4 separate regions of the Mus musculus genome follow, and all the other regions are linked to region 3. A link is a contact called in public HiChIP or PLAC-seq and promoter capture Hi-C data. All regions are on one chromosome and are shown on one strand. Each heading gives the region's core, a stretch centred on a gene start, on an enhancer-like site or on the middle of the called end of the contact. The rest is flanking DNA. Distances are from core to core; before and after follow the strand shown. Region 1 has its middle 18 kb from the start of Bdkrb2. Region 2 holds the start of AU015791 (expressed sequence AU015791). Region 3 overlaps Gm31829 (a long non-coding RNA gene). Region 4 holds the start of Bdkrb2 (bradykinin receptor, beta 2).

What was found. Promoter capture Hi-C pulls out the DNA fragments that hold promoters and counts their contacts. HiChIP or PLAC-seq counts read pairs in DNA pulled down with a chosen protein or histone mark.
Region 1: a contact with region 3 is called in an H3K27ac HiChIP or PLAC-seq map of embryonic stem cells, with 2.8 times the contacts expected there. The contact joins two enhancer-like sites. A contact is called at or near these places in 2 of 115 datasets of contacts at active chromatin or transcription factors (embryonic stem cells and stem cell-derived neural progenitor cells).
Region 2: a contact with region 3 is called in an H3K4me3 HiChIP or PLAC-seq map of embryonic stem cells, with 17 read pairs. The contact joins the promoter of AU015791 here to the enhancer-like site in region 3. A contact is called at or near these places in 1 of 15 datasets of contacts at CTCF or cohesin (embryonic stem cells), 6 of 484 Hi-C or Micro-C datasets (embryonic stem cells and stem cell-derived neural progenitor cells) and 2 of 115 datasets of contacts at active chromatin or transcription factors (embryonic stem cells and stem cell-derived neural progenitor cells).
Region 4: a promoter capture Hi-C map of embryonic stem cells shows a contact between it and region 3, with 2.4 times the contacts expected there. The contact joins the promoter of Bdkrb2 here to the enhancer-like site in region 3. A contact is called at or near these places in 7 of 39 promoter capture datasets (HPC-7-derived erythroid cells, cranial neural crest, embryonic stem cells and 3 more) and 3 of 115 datasets of contacts at active chromatin or transcription factors (embryonic forebrain, embryonic stem cells and stem cell-derived neural progenitor cells).

The regions. Positions count from the first base shown.
Region 1 is chr12:105,542,835-105,548,469 of GRCm38.p6, forward strand. No RefSeq gene overlaps it. Among named protein-coding and RNA genes, the nearest start is that of Bdkrb2, 18 kb to the right of the region's middle. Within about 2 kb of position 3,562, at least 42 of the 459 cell types and tissues checked have an H3K27ac peak or open chromatin away from gene starts, as enhancers often do. A contact at or near this core is called in embryonic stem cells, where this site is marked.
Region 2 is chr12:105,510,768-105,516,027 of GRCm38.p6, forward strand. AU015791 (expressed sequence AU015791) reads left to right here and starts at 2,666. Exons shown (of 5, transcript NR_102381.1): 1 at 2,666-2,800; 2 at 2,925-3,004; 3 at 3,259-3,364; 4 at 3,538-3,690; 5 at 3,984-4,482. Gm40565 (a long non-coding RNA gene) reads right to left here. Exons shown (of 3, transcript XR_872958.2): 3 at 3,645-3,851.
Region 3 is chr12:105,060,728-105,066,544 of GRCm38.p6, forward strand. The region is part of intron 2 of Gm31829 (a long non-coding RNA gene); the gene reads right to left. Among named protein-coding and RNA genes, the nearest start is that of Gm31884, 16 kb to the left of the region's middle. Within about 2 kb of position 2,309, at least 8 of the 459 cell types and tissues checked have an H3K27ac peak or open chromatin away from gene starts, as enhancers often do. A contact at or near this core is called in embryonic stem cells, where this site is marked.
Region 4 is chr12:105,560,319-105,565,526 of GRCm38.p6, forward strand. It overlaps Bdkrb2 (bradykinin receptor, beta 2), which reads left to right and starts at 2,854. Exons shown (of 3, transcript NM_009747.2): 1 at 2,854-2,930.

The DNA.
Region 1 (5,635 bases), core at 2,312-4,811, 480 kb after region 3:
GATGTAGTCCAAGTGACCACCCGATGATAGTTAGTGTGTTTCCTCCAGTTTACCTTTTAAGAATGTGTGTGTATGTATATACATGAACTGTGAAAGTGTGTGAGTGTGAGTGAGTGTGTGTGTGTGTGTGTGTGTGTGTGTGTGTGTGTGTATGGGTGCACGCTTATAAACATGTAACCAATGCAAGTGGGCATGAACTAACACTGTTCTTCCTCCTGTCTCAGTTTACATTTTAATGTTTTAATGTGAACACTCTGCTGCATGCTACTGTCTAGGCTCACATTCCATCCCAAGCCCCTCCCCACCCCACCACACACTCCCCTTCGTAGCCCTGTGATCTTGGACCACACACCTCCCCTTCGTAGCCCTGTGATCTTGGACCATTCATCTCTCCTTGCTGAGGCCCCACACTCTTACTGGCAAAATAACCAGTCTCACGGCCACTGGGATTCACCCATACCCATTTCTTTCTCTTCACAAATAAGCCATAAAATCTATTTCCCAGCCTCCTTTGCAACTCGACAAGGCCACATGATCATATTCCAGCCAATCAGATGTAAGAGAAAGCGATACCAGCTTTGATGTAGGAGAAAGCGATTCCAGCTTCTAGCGTGACTACTTCTTGAAGCCTTTCACAAAGAATCCTCCTTCTCTCTTTCTAGACTGCCATGAAGACCAAATGGACCAAGGCGATTGTAAAAAACAAAATGGAAAGCTGAAGAGACCTGGGGCTCCAGCCCGCAGCTTGAAGAAGGACACCCCTGTGATTCGAACAAGAGATAAACCTTTGCTGCCTAAGAGCAGACGTTCTTATTCCTGCAGCCTGGCTGAGTCTGACTGCTCCTGGCAAGCTGTACCTTTTAAATAAAATATGTGAAATCAATTGCCCATAAAGAACACTTCAATGTGAGCCTTTAAAAATTAAAGCACAATCAAGGAATGAACAAGCCATTTGTTGAATTAGATAATAAACACTGTTTGTGGGACTTGAGGGAAGAGAGAAGTCACCGAGGACGGTGTTAGTAAAGGAGGCGCTCTGTGGAATCTGCCAGGATGGGTGTGGTTCTGAGTCCTGGAAAGAAACCAGGAGATAATGATTCATTCTACCAACGCACCAGCCACTCAAGAGACAGGAAGCTCAGTGAGGAGCTTCTGTCATTATGGAAATGGGACAGGGCCCACGCAGTGATGGAGTAATGTGCTTAGTTAGTTACCAGCACCGGTAGCTTTCCTGTGTCACTGGGAATCTGGACTCCTCACTCAATCTTCCCTGCACCCATCCCTGCATCCACAAAATGGAGGATCCCTGGGTACCCTAGTACCCCAGGTGCCCTATATCCCTAGTACCCTAGCATTCTAGGTATCCTAGTAACCTGGGTGCCCTTGCATTCTGGGTACCCTAGCATCCTGGTTACCCTAGCATCCTGGGTACCCTAGCATCCTGGGTACCCTAGCATCCTGGGTACCCTAGCATCCCTGGTGCCCTAGCATCCTGGGTATCCTAGCATCCCTGGTACCCTAGGATCCCGGGTGCCCTAACATCCTGGGTTTCCTAGCATTCCTGGTACCCTAGCATCCCGGGTACCCTAGCATCCTGGGTACCCTAGCATCTTGAGTACCCTAGCATCCTGGGTGCCCTAGTATCCTGGGTACCATAGTATCCCGGGTGCCCTAGCATCTTGAGTTCCCTAGCATCCTGGGTGCCCTAGTATCCTGGGTACCCTAGCATCCCTAGTACCCTAGCATCCCAGGTACCCTAGCATCCTGGGTACCCTAGTATCTTGAATACCCTAGCATCCCTGGTACCCTAGCATCCTGGGTGCCCTAGCATCCTGGGTACCCTAGTATCTTGAGTACCCTAGCATCCCTGGTACCCTAGCATCTTGAGTACCCTAGCATCCTGGGTGCCCTAGTATCCTGGGTATCCTAGCATCTTGAGTACCCTAGCATCTTGAGTACCCTAGCATCCTCACTCTGCTCCTATTTCTTCAGCAAGTGCTTCCGTTAGAGGCAGTCAGAGTAGGATGTCCTTCTCCATCTCTCATCCTCACTCCAGACACCCGACCCCTCCTGGGGGCCACTCCTTTCTCCACTTCTCCACATGGCCCTGTACCAACACATTCTTCCCACCATAGCCATGAGGTCCCAGAAACGCAGTTCTGATCATGTGACACATTCCACTGATAACATTCTGATGTTAAGTGTCCTGGTCAACTTGACTAGGCGTTGGCGCCCAGCTATGTGGTCTGCTATTACCCGAGATGTGTCTGTGAGGTTAGCCTGAATGTGAGTAGCTTTGGAATCAGCAGGCTCTGAATAGAGCACATTGCCCTCTGTAATGTGGGTGGAACTTGTCCCATCAGCTGACGGCCCCAATAGAACAAAACACCAGGGTCCCTGGGCAAGACAGAATGCTGTCGCAGGAAGCTTTTGAACCAGGTCTTCAGCCTGGTGACCCATCTACAGATTTCAGACTTGTTGGCCTTTACAGTCATGAGCCAATTCCTTTCAATAAGCCTCCATATGTATATGTATGTATATGTATGTATATGTATGTGTATATGTATGTGTATGTGTATGTGTATGTGTATGTGTATGTGTATGTATATGTATATGTACATACACATGCACACACACATACAATTGGTTCTGTTTCTATAGAGAGCCCTGACTCTCTCTCTCTCCCTCTCTCTCTCTCTCTCTCTCTTTCACACACACACACACACATGCATGCATGTGTGCACACAGACAACCCTGTACACACACACACACACACACCACCCTCTGGGTCTGTCAGAGCTCTCAGACCCCTAGGACAAAGTCCAAGTCCCTTTCCATCGCTTTTTGACACTTTTCCCTCACTTGAGCACCCAGATTTGGTTGTAACACCCCTTGGACCCCACACATCTCGCTTTAAACTTCTGGCTCTCATAGACAAGCTGCTATTTTCATCCACCCATGAGCTGCTCAGGAGTCGGGTCACAGGGGCCTTGCACAGCTGCTTCATCTGGAAATCTATCCCCACTGCTCCTCAAATAAACCTGGCTCTAACGACAGCAACTGAGTGTCACTTCCTTTCACGATCTCACGCCACACTTATCCCAGAAGTGGCTCAACAGTCTTTTGTAATCACGCACATTTGAAGCCTGTCCCTCCCAAAACTGTACATCTCCTGTAAAAGAGCCAGGAAAGCCAGCTTCACTGGAGCCCCTGCCTGTGCCTGGGGCACACAGCAGGTTGAGCTCCATCTTAAAAGACTGAGCAGATGGTGTCTTTTGTCATTCCCGTGGGTGCCTCTAATTGAGTCCAGAGGGAGCGCTCTGCCTTCTTGGACCACACACTTTGATTGCATGGCTAACACTGAGATCAATTCCTCCACATTGCTCAACTTGAGTGATGACTTACAGAAAGCACGCTGTCGACACCGGCAACCCCACCCGTGACCTTTCACCCTCATAGGCGCTGCCGCCCCTCCCAGATTTCGCTTTCTCCCACCCACCTCATTCCCAACGCTTCCGGGTCTCATCCCAGCCTCCCTGTTTGCTTTCTATTGGCAGAGGTGAGTAAACTCACTGATAATAATTGCCTGTGTAACCTCTGTGGCCCGGGGTTGCTACCCTGGGAAGTTGGTGACTGGGCAAAGGATGTCAGGAATCCTGTGGCTGTGTGATGTCCACACTCACTTTCTTCTTCTGCATCTTGGCCTTGAAAAACCAACGAGGATCTAGGAAGAAAAGAAGAGAAAGGCAAAGAAACACAGAGAGTAGGAGGGAAGGGAGAAAAGAGAGAGAGAGAGAGAGAGAATCAAAGTCTTTGCATTCATCTGCTTCCTGGGGTCTGAGTTCTGTTTCATCACCGGGATGAAATTCATCTGGTCTGATGATACCAGTGTTTTTCCAGCTCCTAGCCACGTGGGAATCGTCATGCCTGAGTCAGAGACAGACTGAGTCCCCTCACCCTGGCCTCTCTTCCAACGGAGAAACCATGCTCAGGACATGGACCTGCTAAGGTCTAGTGACCCCTGTCCTCCTCCCCAAGAGTTGCCCCCTCGGCAAAGGCCTTCTGTCTCTCTGGGACCATGAGTAGGAGTGCCCTGATCCATTCGGTTTCTAAGATCACGTTTGCCAGAGGTCAAAACGGGCATCTTGAGCCTTCCAAGGGAAGTTCGACCCACAGGTTAGCAGATCGGTCACTGATGCTCCACACAGGTGAGGGGAACCACCCATCCGTTTTGGAAAGTGGGCTGGAAAATTCGGACTTGAGTCTCAGAAGAGCCAACAGCCGCAGCAGAAGCCAACACTGAAAAGCTCCCGAGGAGAAGAAAGCCACAGAGGCCACCAGGAAATAAATGCATGGGGTGGTGACAAGAACCTGAAAGGGACTTGGCCCAGGTATTTGGCCTCACCTGCTTGAAGCAGCCAACACCGACATGACCGGGCTCTGTTCTGCTCAGGCTCTGAGCTGTGCTGTGGTGTCCCTCACTTCCTGTCTGAGCATCCCAGCAGCTGCAGCTCATGATCCCTAGGGGCACTCACAGGGTGCAGCAAAGAATCACTGGGGACAGAGGCTCTATGGAAATCCTAGTGCAGAAACCATCCTCCTGTAAGTCCCTTGGCCCACATTTCTCAGATGGTTTAACTCCCTCCCTGCTAGGTCCTGTTGCTAGGCAGCTCCTAGCATCCCTGGCCATCTCAGATTCAGAAGATGTTTTTACACAGCTTTCTCCTTCCTGGCGTCTCTCCGTGCCCCTCCATTTCCCACAGGGTCACCCCTAAGTTGATGTCCTGCACACAAACCCTCCCTCTCTGTCTGCTTTGGAAGGAGCGCAGCCTAGTGCATGCTCTCTCATGCTGGTGATTCAGTCAGTGTCCCTCCTGCAAAAGTGCGTCCAGCTGCAGTTGGTGGCCATGTGTTGCCACTGGCTACCTCAGAGGGGTGGCCTGAGTACCTCTCACAGGAGACAGGCAGACACAGAAGAATGTGTTTGTGAGTTTCTGTCTCAGAATCATGTGTTCTGGGATCTGACCCACTTTGTGATGGTTGACCTGGATGGTCGCCTTGATTAGAGATGTTCAGGGTGTTGTCAACTCACACCTTGAGGTGGATCTGAGCACAGATGGTGTTTCCAGAGACAATGAGCTCATTAGGGCTCCGAGTTACTCAATGATCCAACCCATCAATGGGTACAAAAATCTGTTGTTCTGTCACAAGGGGACTGGAACTATGGGAGACAGGGACTGTTGGAGGAAGTGTCACTGGGAGTGTGTCCTAGAAGGCTATACCATGCCTTGGCCCACTTTGTTTCCTGTCTAGGACGATGAGCTAATCTGCTTGGCCCTGCCCTTCCCAGCATGATGAAACCATGAACTAAAATAAGTCCATTCCTCCCCTCAGCTGTTTTACTGGGGTATTGTAGGAGCAAAATACCCCATGGGGCTGGATACGTGGCAAAATGGTCAAGAATACTTGCTGTTCTCCCAGAGGGCCCAGGGTTAGGGAACATCTAACCCATACCTCTGCCACCCTAACTCAGACAACTGAGCTGCTCCTGGCTCTTGGCCATCTATGTACATACTGATGACAACCTCATTCCAAGAACTCCGTGTAGCCCAGAAGGTCTGGATACCATCCAAGA
Region 2 (5,260 bases), core at 1,416-3,915, 450 kb after region 3:
AGGGTCATCACGAAGTGTGTACTTAGGCAACTCCCTGCGATGTAAGTGGCTTGCCAAGAGTATACAATGAGTCTTTACTGTTGCTGTCTCATTCCAGGGATACCTCTATGTTTCAAAGCAGGCTTCAGATTGTGACCTGCAGCTGCCCCATTCCACCCAGGAGGTCTCAAAACCCTGCTAGATAATCAGTCCACTGCACAAATTCTTTCTGGGGAAATGTGCTGACCCAGCAATTGATGGGCAGTAGCTAATCTCAGATTCTGAGAGGGAGGGGAAATGGGTATCCCTTTTTGATAGGCAGGACAGTGAAGGCCATGACAAATATGGAGTGTCTAAATTGAGGTAGAGGACTGTGATCATTTCTGCAATCTATTCTTTATCTTCCTCCACCTCCCATTTTATGACAAGGTCCAGAGAAGTTGAGTAACTCCCCTAAGGCCACTGTGGTGGTTTGAATAGGACCGACCCCGTAGACTCACATGCTTAAATGCTTGGCCCACAGGAAATGGTACTATTGGGAGGTGTGGCCTTGCTGGAGTGGGTGTGGCCTTGGTGGGGGAAGTGCGTCACTGTGGGGGCGGGCTTTGAGGGCTGAGGCTTTATATGCTGAAGCCACGCCCAGTGTACATAGACTCACAGTTGCTCCTCTTGCCTGCAGATCCAGATGTGGATAGAACTCTCAGCTCCTTTCTCCAGCACCATGTCTGCCTACATACCACCAAGCCAGCACCAGTTAAGATACTGGAATATATCTCAGAAACTGTGAGCCAGGCCCAATTAAATGCTCTCGTTGATAAGAGTTGCCACGGTCATGGTGTCTCTTCACGGCACTAGAAACCTTAAGACAGCCACGCAGCCAGCAAACGGCACAGTCTGCCGGGCTCCAATTTCAAGCAGTTTTCACAACAAAACCTCGATTTTCATCTTCAGGCATTTCCAAAGTCTTACGATATGTGATTTACTCTTCCCCCCTGCAATTTTATAGCCTGAGAAGATGAGCTCATGATGAGACAGGAAGTCCTCACGCAGCAGATGCTTCTGAGGCAATTCCAAATGTGACATAATTTCTAAACAGACTCGAAGTCCATGTCCGTTGGGCAGTGTGGGAGGGCTGAGACTGTCTCCAGGATATATTACCTACCCTCTGATCCACAGCGGGTCAGGAAACAAAGAGCAGAAAAAACGCCCACACAGGCCATTCCCGAAGAGCTAAGGCAATGCGGGCTCTCTTTCCTGGATTCATCCAGGACATATGTGGTGGTCGTGGCAGTTTCACAAGAAAGAGAAGGGGAGACGCCCTCTCTACACATGCTGAACATTCAGGCAACCAGTTCCTGTATTGCAATCCCAGATACAACTGGATCCATGGAAACCCCCTCCTCCACCATATTTAGAAACTTTATCAGACTGTTGCCAAAACAAGTCAACTTGGAGCTGTGACAGATGCGGTGCACCCGGCTACCAAGGAAGCTTTCTTGTTTCTGAGATCTCAGCAAGGGGTAGGCAAAGCAGTCGGGCAGTGCTCACTCAAAGCAGTGACCAGTTGGGTGGTGATTGCCCAGCCTGGAAGTGGGTGTGGCTAAGGTGTGGGCGTGGGAAATGAGGAGCCTGGAAATGTCCACATATACATTGACAAAGGGAGGAAGTGACCACACAGGCCAGAAGGGGCTGCCGCTGGGAGCTCATGTCTGTAACTAAAGCTATACAATGTTGCACCTCCAAACTTGAATGAGTCTTGTGTCTCTCATCCCTAAGTAAATGGAGTGGGTCTTACACTGTCCAATCACAGCGCTCCCCTGAAGGGCTAGGGTACCCTCCACCCGTCTGTGGGAAGAGCCTGACCTTGGGTGGGATATTTGAATCCCAGTACCAGGTAACTGTGGCACTCGGAAATGGAAACTGTGGGCACGCAGGTGCTCAGGGACTCTTGGCTTCTCTCAGTTGCACAGCCACAGTCTTCGTTGTAGATGTGGTGACTGGTTTCAAGGGTGATGGGTTTCTTAGTGTGCCTCTTCTGCAGTTCCATGTGAGCACAGTCTCTGACCCCTGCTACTGGAGATGGCTCACAGAAGCCAAACCTACTCCATCTGGGGACCGGACTCTATCTTTAAAAAAAAGAAAAAAGCCTGAAGGGCTGGAGAGATGGCTTAGTGATTAAGAGCACTGATTGCTCTTCCAAAGGTCCTGAGTTCAAATCCCAGCAACCACATCGTGGCTCACAACCATCCATAATGAGATCTGACACCCTCTTCTGGTGTGTCTAAAGACAGCTAGTGTACTTACATATAATAAATAAATCCTTGGACCAGAGTGAGCAGAGGTCCTGAGTTCAATTTAAAAAAAAAAAAAAAGCCCTAGAAATTGACCTGCAGCTAAACCCAAGCTGTAACCAAGCACAGGAAAGACCCTGTGCTTTGTCCTTGGCCCATACCCCAGAGTTACTCCCTAGCTATTTCCTCGAAAGAGTCAATCAGAGATTAGTCTGATTGTTTCAGATGTACTTACAGACCATTTGTGATTGTTCACGGTTTTGCTTCAGAGCACCCACCTGTTGGCTTACAATAGTCATAAAATTAGACACTTGCTAGGCTGATCTCCTCCCTCTTGCTGGTCATTTCCTATAAAGCCTTGTCCCGCTGAGAGCTCAGGGCTGCACCCTCCTGTTCTGCTGCATCAGAGAGGGTGATATAACCCAAGCTCACACTTGTAACTAAAGACCCTAGTGTGATTGCATCGGAGTCGGCTTCCTGGTGATCTTTTGGGGTTCACGGACACCTTCTGGGACAGCAGCTCCTGTTCGGTTTGGCTTCCCTGTTACTTGGATAAAACCCTGACCAGAAGCAACTTGGGGTTGGGTGTGGGGAGTGGCTGTTTTGTTTTGTTTTGTTTTGTTTTGTTTTGTTTTGTTTTTCTTCATCTTACAGCTCCAAATGGTAGTCATCACTGAAGGAAGCCAAGACAGGAATCTGGAGGCAGGACCTGAAGCAGAGGACCCTCAGCGGAGGTTCCTATCCTGGGTAACAAGTGGACACCAACTAGACAGAATATTCCCCAGCCCTGCTGTGACGGGTAGTCACTGTGGACAAGACTGGTGTCTGGTACCAAGGGAAAGGTGGGGCAGCAGACTAAAGCTGGAGTTCAGGGCAGGCTCGGGGTCTTGGTCACACACCATCATATAAGGAAGAAGCTCAGAGCAGGGTTCTAAGGTGACATGTGACATGTTCAGGTGCTGTGTGCTATGTTCCCTGGGCTTTCCAGGTTACACAGAAAACTTGCTGTTTGAATGCAGATCCTGGGGTTCCACGAAGGCACTGTGCCTTTGGTTATACGTGAGCCTCAGTTTCCTCTTGCCAAGGAGGGTGGGGTGAGTATCAAATAGGCGCTGGGTCCCATGTGTCCCTCAGGTCCAGTGCACAGCGTGGCTGCTGCTTCTCCTTATAGACTGTGAAATGTAAGATACCCCAAGTCCACATATTGTTGGACTTTCTTTCTTCAAGTTGGTGTGGTGTTCTGAGAGCACACATTTCTCTGCAACAGCCACGCCCCAAACTGGAATTCCCAAGGATGCATCACACTGAGCAGGACGGTTCACTCAGCCCCAAGCGTGGTCGCCCATAAAACTTGACACGGACACGGTGCCCCTGGCAGGTTTTATTTATAATCTGCCTGTGATCTGCTTCGGGAATACAAGTGAGTCTGTGTGGAGTGGCTCTCAGGTGTGGGGGTGGATGGAGTGGGCGGGGGTGTCACATAATTGTTGCTGCGTTTGCAGTATTTTCTCCCTATAATCTGGGAAGCTCTGCATGCTGGAATAATCTCGCAGGGAATATTCTGAGAAGGGACCTGTCTTCCTGTAATGAAAAGTTTTGGAATTATTAGTCCTAAGCAGCATCTTTGAGATTATCTGTGACCTTGGCCTCCCGATCAAATAGCAATTGGAAGAGCTCCTTCGACTGTCTCTCAGAGAGGCATTTTCTAATTAGTACTTGGAACCTTCCAGAACCAGAAGCACGCCATTTAAGTCTTCAACGCTCATTCCGTGGTCCTCAGATCCTCAGAGGAGGCTCTGTGTCCGCACCGGATCTGTCTCCTTTGAACCTACCTTTCTGGTCCCCATTCAGTCCTGTGCAGTCCAGAGAACCTGGCAGCTCTTCTGCAGCCAGATCTATCTTTGAACTGCTGTATCTCTTGTGGGTGAAAATGTGGGGCTCTGCTTCAGAGCAAAATTCAAAACAATCCAGGCTCTGGCAGGCTTTCTTCTTTCCACTGGTGTTTGTACTTAGTGTTTAATAAATATGGGGAGGGTCAAAATATGATGTCATTAGCACAAATTTGATTGAACATATCCGGGTTTTGTTTCTGGCCAGTGCTGGAAAGTGACTTGTGATCGCATGCTTCCTAAGTACGTGCTCACTAAGCTGCACCCCCCACTCCCTGTATCAAATTAAAAAAAAATAAAAGTAAGGGCATTGTGTTTGTAAATGGAATGGCTGGAGCTATGCAAATTTGTCACTCAAGATGACAACACCCTTAAGGCTTGGTTCTCTTCAGCTGAGTCTCCTGGTAGTGCAGACAGCAGCGCACATCACACTCCCATGCAAAGACACTGGTGCCCACTCGCTGTGACCCCCCCCCATCTACTCTGGGCATCATCTTCCTTTGGTGCAGGAGGTGGAGGTGACCCCCTAGCCTGCCCTCCCACTTGCCTCTTCGGCAGTTTACCAGATTAGTAGCCATCTCAGACTTCAGGTCAGTCCAGATCCGTCCCCACAGCTTACAGGAGAAAAGTCTGTGCCCTTCTCCAAAGCCAGCACAGCAAGTCACACACAATCCAAGTTCAGCACCATCCAGCCCCACCCTCAGGCTGCTTCCGCTCCTGCTGGGGAGTCCTGACCACCACAACTGCTACAGCTCAGGCCTCAGATCCCCAGGACGTGGCTCAGGATGACAGTGGCTCAGGACTCAAAGGGGATCCTGGGCAAATCTGCTTCAGTAAAGAAGGATGCTAAAAGTGTGGGGGGGGTGTAAAGCTGACCCCAATATACAGCCACTGAGACTTCTCATAATCTTCTTCTAGAGCTAGGATCTTTGGGGATGATCCAAATTGAAACAAGGGTGTATGGATTTCACATCCCTAGTTAGCTAGTCACCAGCTGTGACTTCCCCCTGGGCACTGGGTGGAACAAAGTGGGTGACAGAAGATAGGCATTGCCCAGGGAAGGATGTCTGGGACCATGGTCAAAATGAAGTCCTGAAAGTG
Region 3 (5,817 bases), core at 1,059-3,558:
CTCCAGTCCACCCGCCCCATGCTTTCTACTCCTGACGTCTGCCTGGCATTCCCCTCTTTTCTTAAGTTAGCGGATGTAGCCATGTCTGATCCCCACAGGGAGCCAGGCTTTACAGAAATCAGGGCCCCGAACTCCTTGCCTTAAGTCGGAAGTTCTGGAATGTATTTTTGTATTCTGAGCATTTCCCCAGTAATTTGAAGGGCGGGGAACTAGAACCTTCGGCCGGAGATGCTCTGAGCTTCAAGGCTTTGGAAATGGCCTTTCAAACCCCAACCAACCTTCATAATCGGGGCAGAGGTGTGAACTCTGGAGAGATGAGGACTCGGCTTCAGACAGGACTTTGGCTTTTCTGAGCTGCTCTCTCTGGGGCTGAAGATCGTGAATGCTCGTTGTTTGAAGTTTCTCTGCAGGCTCTGGGGAGTTCACCCTTACTCCCAGGGCCATGACTATCACAAGCATTCCCAAGAATAATCTTTTGTAAACGGCAGTCAAAGCATCTCCATTTTTCCCTCTGCACATTTACTTCCTTCTAGCCTTTTGCTCCAGGGGACCCAGAAGGCTTAGTGCCCAAGGCAGAGAGGCAGAGGAAGCCCTGGCTTTGAAAGCTTAGAGGAGTTTGTGAGGATTGAGACTCCTCTGTCTATTTCCTTAACAAATCATGGCTAAAAGCCTGGAGGCTCCTAAGTATCCTGGTGGGCAGTGCGGGAGAGGACAGGCCACCAGGGTGATGGGGGTCAGGGAGTGGGAATCTGAGAAGGAAAAGAGAGAAAGCATCAGGGTCTGAGAACTGGAGAAAGGAGGAAGGCCAAGAGGTCCATCAGGGACCTCACTCCTATGTTCTGAGTTTTCTTCTGCCGCCAAGGTTGGCAGAGGGCAGTAGGGGTTCAAGGCTATTAAGAAAGCAAATATGGCTGTTGAGTCTTCCCTTGGAGCCTCTGGGAGGCCCAGCCAAGGAGACCTTGGATGTTAGCTTTCTCTGGAGTAGTGTAGAGATGGCACGAACTCCACCATCCTTGTCCTGGGCAGGATGAAGTCACCTATTGGGACGCACATGGCAGCCAGGGGCAGCCAAATGCAAGGACATGAATTAGACCGCTGGTCCCTTGTCTATCGGGCATTTTGTTTCAGCAGCACATAGCAGCATGTTCCCAAGGTGTCGCCACCTCAGGAACCAGAACAGCTAGGGAGCCGTCTCCTCTGTTCTTATCATCTGCCAGCCACTACCAGGGGCTCTCTGAGGAGTCTTCAGTGGTCTTTGCCACTAACCACCCCTGTCACTCCATGTGACCTTGACGATGTGAACACGGTCCTTCCGGGATGGAGGCTAGACAGGAACTCCCCAGAACTTAACTAACTCCTACTTGTGGTCCCGAATAGAACTTTAAAGACCATTTTTATCTGGCCATGGTGGTATAGCCCTGTAATTTCAACATCCAGGAAGTGGAGGCAGGAGGATTATGAGTTACAAAAATAGCTTAATGTATATATAGAGAAATCATGTCTCAGAAACAAACAAACAAAACCAAAAATCCTCTTGAACGTGTAGACTTGCTGGAGGTTAAAGGACAGAGAACTGGAATGTCCAGAAAGCCTGTTCCTTGGGCTGTGTTCAGGCCTAGTCATTTTCAAGTGTGAGGACATAAGTTTGGACCTCCCCCGCCCCAACCCATGTAAAAGCCAGGCACAGCCCCATGCCTTTGATCCCATCCTTTTCTGCCAGGCTCTTGTCTGGTTCTTCCGGGCCCAGAGCTGTTTCTTCCTGCACAGAGTCCCTCACTAGCTTCTGGAGACTGGCCTCCAGCAGATGCTCTAGCCCCACCCACAAAATGGAATTTGTCTCTCAACCCCCAGGAACCCATTTATAGTTCCCAAGTCTAGGAATTTGATCAACCCCAATTTTATACACTGGGTAATTTAAAATCAGATTGAACAAAAAGTTACTTTTCTGCCATGACAGGGGCGACTCTGCTCAGAGCCTGAGTTAGGCCAAGGCCAGAGCTATGAACTTGATCTGAAGCATCTATACCTGTTTTTGGCTCTTAGGTACCCTGGGAACAGGGGACAGTCCATGTTAGATTCCAGCCAACAAGCTCAGGTGTGGCTTCACTCCAGAGGAACAAGGACAGTGTCCCATGGACAAGGCCTGCCCTATTCTAGAATGCAAACTCCTCTTTAGAACTTTAAGGCTCCCAACCACCCCTGGTGGCTTCATGTACTCCAAGCTGGTGCCAAGTTTCCTACACACTTGGGAGTGATCTTGAATTTCTAATCTTGCTTCAACCTCCCTAGGACTGGGATTTCAGGGTGTGCCACCACACCCAGCGATGGGGATAGAACAGGCTAGCCAGGCACTACCAGCAGAGCTGTATCTCCGACCCTACTTTCAAATTTTGAAACGCTAGGAATTCCCTCAGTAGAAACTTTTCAGAACCAGCTGACCCAGCACCGCTTTGCATCTATGGGGTAGCGGGCGTGTCAGGCCTGTGCAGGGACCGTCGAGGACCCCAGTGGATCTGGTTTTGTTCTGGCATGGTCTGCCGCTTGGCGCTTTCTGATCTTTCTCATCGATGCTTCCAGCTCATCTACTCCTGTCTCATCAGTGCTAGTTTACAGATCACACAGCCCCAGAACACAGACGCCTTGAGTCACAGATTGTTTCCTTTGTCTTCTCTCTGCCTTTTCTCATTTCCCACCTACCCCAAAGGGTTTTACAATTCCATTGTGGCAAGTGGGTGGGTAAGTGAAGGGGCGAGCGCGCATGCGCGCACGCACCGGCTAACCTACCGTCCAATCTCAAGGGTCACTTGTGTGCTGGGCTGCAGGATTGATTCCAGGGTACACGAGTAAACAGGTCATGCTCACCTTGCAGAGAGCTATACCCCCATTTTCTCTGAGGTGGAGGACAAGGTCTAGCTTCTGCTACCCCAGCTAAGGTCATTGGGATGGAATCGGGACCCATTAGCATTCCGCCCAGAATCTGCAGCGGGGAAGCTGGCTGCAGGGCATTTAAAATGTGTTGCAGGCAGGACTCGCTGGCCTCCCTCCTGAGGCAATCTAAATGTTAGTAGATTGAAATCCTCAACCACTCCAGTCTGCTAACAAGAGGAGTAAATCACCTTTGAGAAACCAATTATACCGCTGTAATAGCATCCTGCTCACGCGGCTGTATGCCAAATAAACCCCAATGCAGCCCCACAGGGCTCACACCATCCACTCTGATGTCAATCACACAAGTCACAGCGCCCCCAACAGGCAGAGCCGGGTTCAGGCTCCAGACAGGCGGCTGAGTAAGAAGCCGGGCAGGATTGTGCAATCTTAATGGTTCTGCTCTTTTTCACACACTGCCCTCGTCCATCCAGATTACCCGCCTCTGTGTGTGTGTGTGTGTGTGTGTGTGTGTGTGTGTGTGTGTGTGTGTGTATACACTGTAGTCTTCCCGATTGGTACAATCCTGGTCCCATTGCCTCTCTGATGGCTCCAACGGACCTGTGTGGTCTGGTCACAGGGCCTTTTTAGAAACAATAATTTTTATTTCATTTTACATAAGTATGGGTGTTTTTCTTGCATGTGTGCCTGGCGGCTGGAGCGGGTGTCGCATCCCCTGGAACTGGGGTTACAGATACTTCTGTGTAACAGAAGCTAACATAACAGATGCTATGTGGGTGCTGGAAGTTGATCTCAGATCTTCTGGAAGAGCAAGGCTCTTAACTGCAGAGGCAGACATCTTTCTAGCTGTCTCCATCTCTGCTCCAGGTGATATTTAAGCTTGTTGTAGATAGCCTTATTTTCACACACACTTTCCCCCAGGGGCAGGAAAGCTCTACCCAGCCTCCCTGACTGTTTATTCACTCCCGAAGGGAGAGAGAAAGCAGCTTCAGGGATTGGTCAATGCCCCCCAACCCAAGGCTGTGCAGTCAGCAATCTCCTCCTGCCTGTCTGGAGCCACAGGGTCCTGTCTCTGTCCTCTGCCATGCAAGTGTCAAGCACTGGACAGCACTGTGACTTCTGAAGAAAGTGTGCATGCCACAGCAGCTGCGCTTTTGAGACTTGTCCTTTGCAAAGCTGTCTCCCTTCCTTAGCTCCTTAATACTGTTGTGATCCACAACCCCGGAGCATCTTGTGACCCTCACAAAGCAGCGTCAGAATGTGTGGTGACCACCCTTAGTCCTCAGTCTGTGCAATGACCAACACAAATGACATCAACTTCCGTGAAGTCTAACTTGGTGAAAAGTGACACCTTTCTCCTGTTTGCCTGACCTCTTGTGGCAGAGTTGCCCCTAGTACCCAGAGCTCAGACCTGTGTCATTTCTCTCCCCAGGACTCTCCTGGTGAATCCAGACTCAGAGCTGGAACCAGCCACAGGAGCTGAAGGTCAGTTGTGCTGTTAGGCCAGAGTGAGGGAAAAGGGGACACCACTGAGCACATAGGTTTCTGCTCATCGTCTCTTACACTCTCTTCCCTCTTTATAAACCTGACTTCCCCAAGATAGATCTTTGGGGGTAGTGGTACTAGTTGCTTTCCTGCGGCTGTCATAAAACCTCATGACCAAGGCAACTTACAGACGGAAGGTCTTATCTGGGCTAGTGGCTTTAGAATGGGGAACAGTCCATCATTGGGTGTGTGTGTGGGGGGGGTGGTCATGGCAGGAAGTGGCAGGCACGGCAGGAGGACAGGAAATGGAGAGCTCGGCATCTTCAAACTTAAGTATGGAACAGAGAGAGCAGACCGGAAGTAGACGAGGCTCTTTCCTCTCAAAGTCCATCTCCTAGTAACATGTTTCCTCCAGCAAGGCCACGCCTTCTAAACCTCTCCAAACAGTGCCACCAGCTGGGGACTAAGCATCCAAATACTGGAGCCTGTGAGGGACATTTATCATGTAAAGGCCCCTGGTTTGAGAACCAGGATTTGGATAGGCCTGCCACCGTCGCAGGGGCCTAGCCTTGAATAAACCTGGTTCCTCCTTCCAGTGCTCATCTCCGGAGACCTGGCTTTCGAGTGATGAGAGAGGGGACAAACGGGACAAAGCTCCGTCCCTGTGACAGACTCACTACTCATCCTCAACCTGCTCCCCACCATACTGTGGTGTCTGAGGTCTCAGGGATGTCTCTTTGCCTTAGCTGACCTACCCAGTGTTTCCATCACTTTATTTTAAAGGCACCATAATTTATGAGTTCCCTTGTTTGGCTTCTATAAGAACATTAAGCTGTCACTGCATTGGACATAGAATTTGGAGTCACCTGACTCTGTGCCCCTGGACCATGGTCCCTCATATTTAGCTCCAGAATAAGTCATCACACCTCACCTTTGAGATAAAAGATATTTTTGTGTCTGTAGTAGGGAGTCTGCCTTTTCTCTCCAAAGCTGAAAGCGCTCATGAGGTCACTTTTGCCTCTCTGATGGAAGGCCAGAGGAGAGGGTATATGTCACCCTTTGAGGCAGTCTGCTCTGTGACAAGCTTTGGCTGTGGCTTCTAGCCCAGCTCCTTCGTGCCTTCTGTAGGTCCTGATAAATCTCAGCTCACACCAGGCCTTTATAATGGCCTTTTTCAACGTAACCTTTAGCAAATATTTATTGATTACCCAAGGATTGTGGTGGCGTAAATGCCACATTCAGGTTCCAGCGTCTGACCTTTCTACACATTCTCTCTGTACCAACCTGGGGCCTCGGTCTGTGCCAGGTGATGTGGTTGCAAGGAACAGCAGGCTCCAGGTTCCCCCTGACTGGGAGTTCCCTGAAGACCAGGATGGTTTGTTTTCTGTTGCTGTGATAAAAACACCATGACCAAAAGCAACTTGGGGAGGAAAGGGTTAATCTGGC
Region 4 (5,208 bases), core at 1,604-4,103, 500 kb after region 3:
ATGTGTACATATATGTAGATATGTAGATGGACAGACAGGTAGAAGAGATGGATAGATAGATAGATAGATAGATAGATAGATAGATAGATAGATAGATAGATAGATAGATAGATATCCAGTCACAGCTTTCTGGTCAAAACCAACCATTGATTTCTGGACAAAATCACAGGCCAGTTCTTGAAGCTTTGGGGACGTCTTTCTTTCCCACCAACACAGAGAATGTTCTGGAACATTGCAGCAGAGAGGTGGACGTTCACAAATGTATTGGTATCCTGCTCTATGCGGTTCTGTTTTACTTGGCCTCTCCTTCACACAGTTAGGTTGGGTGGGGGGACTCTTCCCTTCTTCATTCCAGTTATGGGGTGCCCACTTGGCATGGGTGATAAATAGCAGTAAAAGATGGGGCTCCCTGCTTGTGGATCTTAGCCCACCAAGAAAAACCCCATGGCTGGTGCAGGAGATGCAGGAGTTGGTGGACACACACGGGACATGGTACCTGGACAAACATATTGGATGTCCCCAAACAGCCTTCCAGAAACCAGGGACTACCATCCAGGGCAGAGATCACAGCCAGTGCAAAAGCCCACAGTTGGATGTGATCCTGACACACTTGGGAGCTGAGAGGGCATCTTGGGGCTAAGGCACAGAGGACTGAGGTGGCTGGAAACTGTACTAGAGGAGAGTGGGGCACAGGGGAACCTTTGTATGTTGTGTGAAGGACCCCAGCTAGGTGAGGAGGCTACAGGAGTGTCACAGGAACACCTGGCCCCCTCCATTGCCCTCTCTGAATATAGTGGAGGGCTGAAGGCTGGAGCCCTGCCCAGACTGAGCTTCCCTCTGCAGCCCCCGCACAAGCACACACAGTGCAGAGGACGTCAGAGGCAGCCACCTCAGAGAGCTTTCAGAAAGAGCTGAGCCAGATTTGCTCAGAGCAAAAGCAAGGCGAGAAAAGCAGACAAAGCCAGAGAGGACCAGTTACCAGCTCGTAAGGAGGAGCGCTTTGAAATGACTGCACAGCCTGCTCTGCCCTCAGGGACTGGCCGGACGTACGCCCATCCCTCCTTTTCTGCTGCCTATGAATGCCTGAGATGAACAGGTGGCTAGATGAACCAGTGGGTGTAAGAGAGAAAGGAGAGGGTGACAGTGGAGAAAGGAGAGAGGAGAGAGAAGTGGGGAGGAAGGAGGGAGAGGAGGAGGAAGAGAGGAAGGAGGCAGGGAGTGGCATAAAGACATAGGTGGCTAGCTGGAGGAACAGTTCATTATTAGTGTCAATAAACAGGGGTGTGGGTGTCTATAAGTTTTCTAGATTCGTCTGACAGCTGGACACAACAACATAACTCCAGGTGACTTACAAGAGAAGACTTCTTCCAGTGCCACACTAGCGTTCACGACAGCAAGTCAGACCAGTAGGGGCAGCTTCTGTCGGGGTGACAGATGGGGCTAGCTAACCTGGGAATTATCAACTCTGATGTTCTCGTGGTATAGGACTCTTCCGAGCTGCTGAGGATCTGGCTTCGAGGTGAAAAGGTCAAGTGCTTCCCATCAGAAAACCCAGCAAGAAAAGAGTTTGGAACGTGAACGGAGTCTGTCACTCCAGACCAACCAGCACTCTACAGAATGAGGGCAAGATAGTGGGGCTTTGGGGGAGGGGGGGCATTGTTCTTGGTTTTGAGTCTGCTTCCCAATATGGAGAGCTAAGCAGACCTCTGACTCTAGACCCTGCAGCCTTGGTTTCTGTGAATCACCACTCAGCTTCTGTCTGCTCTGCAAAGCTCATGAAGGACCCTTCCCTTGTGACCCTTCAGGGCTGTGGTGGTTTCCCCTGCACGAGTGGGTAGGCACACAGCATCATCTTAGCCAGATCACAGGCTCACTCACCCAAGTGGACCAGAGGTCCCATGCCTCGGAAGCTCCCTGTGGTCAGACAGGCCAGAGGTGCAGATGGGGCAATGGGACACTCAGGTCACAAGAGCTTTGACTCATTTCAGTCAGTCTGAAGCCAAGACAGGGTTGGATTCACGACCTCTGCCGCTGCCCCATCCCTATTTGGTCAGGGACAGGGGGACAGCTGCTGGAGCTCTGTCTGTGTGCATTCCTGGAACCCTAGGCTCTCTCTGGACTGGTCTCTGATCTTCCCTGCATCCTCCTCTCATCTGGAGAGGAAAGCGCAATGGGTCTTTAGCAGATCTTCAAAGAAAATGAAAAAAGACAGAGCTTAGAAGGAGAGGAAGAAACTGCTTCTAAATTCCCCAGAGGAAGTCCCGTATCTGGCAGGGGCCAGCACACAGCTCACTCAAGGACTTGGCCAGCAGTGTGTCCCTTGTCTGAGTTGTATCCTAGTTTCTGCCTCAGCACCCCTGGGAGTTGTGCACGGCCAAAGCAAAATAAAAAACACGTTCAGAAACCCTCCATCCCAACTGGCTGCCTTCTATTTACATCCTCTGTAAATGCCCACTGTTTGCACCTAAAACTCAGGAGCAAAACAATCACTTCAGGAGACCCTGTCACGGTAAACAGTGTTGTGTTAAACACAGGCATTCACGTGGTCTCCGTGGCTGTTCGAGCTGCAGGGGAAACATTTACCAGCCTAGGCTCCGGGACCCGACCATGGTCTGCACCCACGGGGGACAACCTGTGGCCATCCTGATTTGGCCTCCGCAGCTAGGAGGTCCAAAAGCACCACCGCTAAGAACTGCTGCTGATCCCGGAGGGAGCCTGGAGCTGATCTGGACTAGAGGTGGAGGGGGGAGGTGCCCAGGAGAGTGATGACATCACCGGCCAGCCCTTGAAAGATGAGCTGTTCCCCGTGCCACTCCAGCTTCGCTCCTCAGGGGAGTGGATAGTAGGGCTGTTGGGAAGGCGTGTCAGGCAGCCGCTGAACCTGGACCGAGGGACTCCCTACAACACAGAACCGGCTCGCTTGAGAAAAGGTGAGTTTCCGGCATGGGCTCGTTAATGGAGAGCGCAACTATCCCAGCTGAAATTGAGTCTCGGGGAACTGGAGGAAGATTCCTTCCTCCCCTAGGTCTGAGAAATGAAGCGAGGAAGGATTACAGATGCTTACAGGCAGGGGGTTTGCCTTGCCTGTTCCAGCTCATCTTTTCCCTGTGAGCGACCAGTGGTTTGAGTTTTATAGGTTTCATGTAGACACCATGGGCTAAAGGAGTGAGCGCCAGGCAGCAGGACAGGTGTCCAGAGTCCGGCTTTTTATTCACTGAGCCACTGATGGTATTTTGTGACCCCCGGAGAGTCGCTGTCACGTCTCTAGGCCTTGTTTTCTCTGTCTGCAAAGTGTTTGGCGGAGATTAATACAGAAAGGAGACTTTGTCTGTTGCGCCTCATCTGGGCCAGTGGTGGCAGCTTTAATCCACAAATACTTAGTGTCCCCTGCCCTGTTCTTCCATCAAGGTAGTGCTTATGGGTGAGCTTGGTGTGTTGTCTTGGGTTCAAATCGCAGCTCCGCTTTTACCCCATGGGTAACATAGTTGGCGAAGATTTTATATCTCGGGACCAGGGCCACAAAGAAGACTCGGCGGCTCCTTTTAATGCAGACAGAAATGCGATCTCCCCACGGCGGCGCGGCGCGCCACGTGTGCAATTTGCGTTACCCAGGTTGCTGGTTGGTAGCTCCGTGGCCTCTGTGTTGGGTGCAGCAGTGATGCTCGCGGGTTAGGCAGGTTAGAATGCGCCTTCCTGAGTCACAGGCTGCCTGTGGCTCTCTCCAGCCCTCCACAGGAAGCAGGAGCTCTGCCGAGTGTGGGTGTGGTGCCATGCCAGACACAACTCCTGGCCCTTCTGTGTCAGAGAAGGGCTTGTAGAGAATCTGGTCCCCCGCTGTGCCCTAACAGCAGTGTGGGTGTTGGGAACACCCCCACAGTTGTGAGACTCGGGAGCGGAGTTTGCTGTTTTCCTCCGCTTGGATCGGGGCAGGGGCAGGCAGGAAAGGGGGGCTGGAGAAAATATTAAAAGTGGAAAAACTCCTGTGCTTGCCTGGCAGTGGACCCTAGGAGTCCATGACAGCTCTATCCTGAACTTGCGCACTGCCGCTTGATGTGTTAGGGGGGAAAGAAAAATCCCCTGTAATCACACCCTGCAAGGCCCCCAGCACAGATGGGGAAACTGAGTCTGGAGAAGGTCACAACTTCACCAAGTCCTTCTTACATTGCCAAGGGACTCCCATAACTTCATGGGAGGCGGGCTGTGTCACCTTTAAAAAAATGAAAAGATGGATTGACTGAGCCTGTGTAAGGATGCTGCTCCAAGCAAACGGGATCAAACCCAGAATAACTGGACCGTCTGACTTCTGCTAACACAGTGACTGGCTGGACAAGAATTTCAGGGTGTCTTAGAGTGACATTAGGGCTACCCTTCTCTGCTGCTCAGGTGTGGCCTGTAAGGGACCACATGGGTCGAGGGAGAGTCATATAGATTGCCAAGGGGGCTCGGCTTCCAGAATGAAGGTGGGACCCGCACCTCTATATCTCAATCATGGGATGGACAGTTGACTGCTTTAGAACTGGGCCCCATAGCCGCTATTTGCTGAATACATGAATAAAGGTTTGCTGAATGGACAGCTGCAGTGCTCACACTGAGAGCACTGAGAACACACGGCCTGATGTCAAGTTAAAGCAGCTGGTTTGGGAAGCTGACATTGTGAGCACCCCGTGACATGCTGGAGAAAGCGCATAAAGTCTATGATGATACACATAGGGTCAGGAGGGATGGGGTGGGTTAGATGAGAACCCTTTGAACTTTCCCCTTTCGTTTTCTGTGAACCTAGAGCTGTTCTCAGGGAAAGCTCGTGGATCAGGTGGGTCTGTGTTTTGCTTTAAGAAGTCAAAGGCCGTGGGTCAAGGCATAAGAACCCACTGACACCAGAGACTCTAGTGATCACTTGCAGCACGTGGTCCTTGGCCCAGGAATCCCCAACCATAAACAATTGCCTTGGTGTGCATGCTGGGGCCAGTGTGCATCTCAGGATCAGGAAGATGGTTGTTGCCCATGGTCTGGTCCATCACAGGAGGGCTCTAAGCCAGCGATCCTCTCCTCATGTGGTGGTAACCAGCTTCCCCAGAGCCACAGCATATGTACTGTTGTTATGAGCTGTATGAGTCAGCTCTCCTTGGCCGGAATGTCCTCGGCCCTTCACCTGCCCTCTGAGAAAGGGGTCACATGGTAAGCTTTCCTGATTTTCTGGGGAGCCTACAC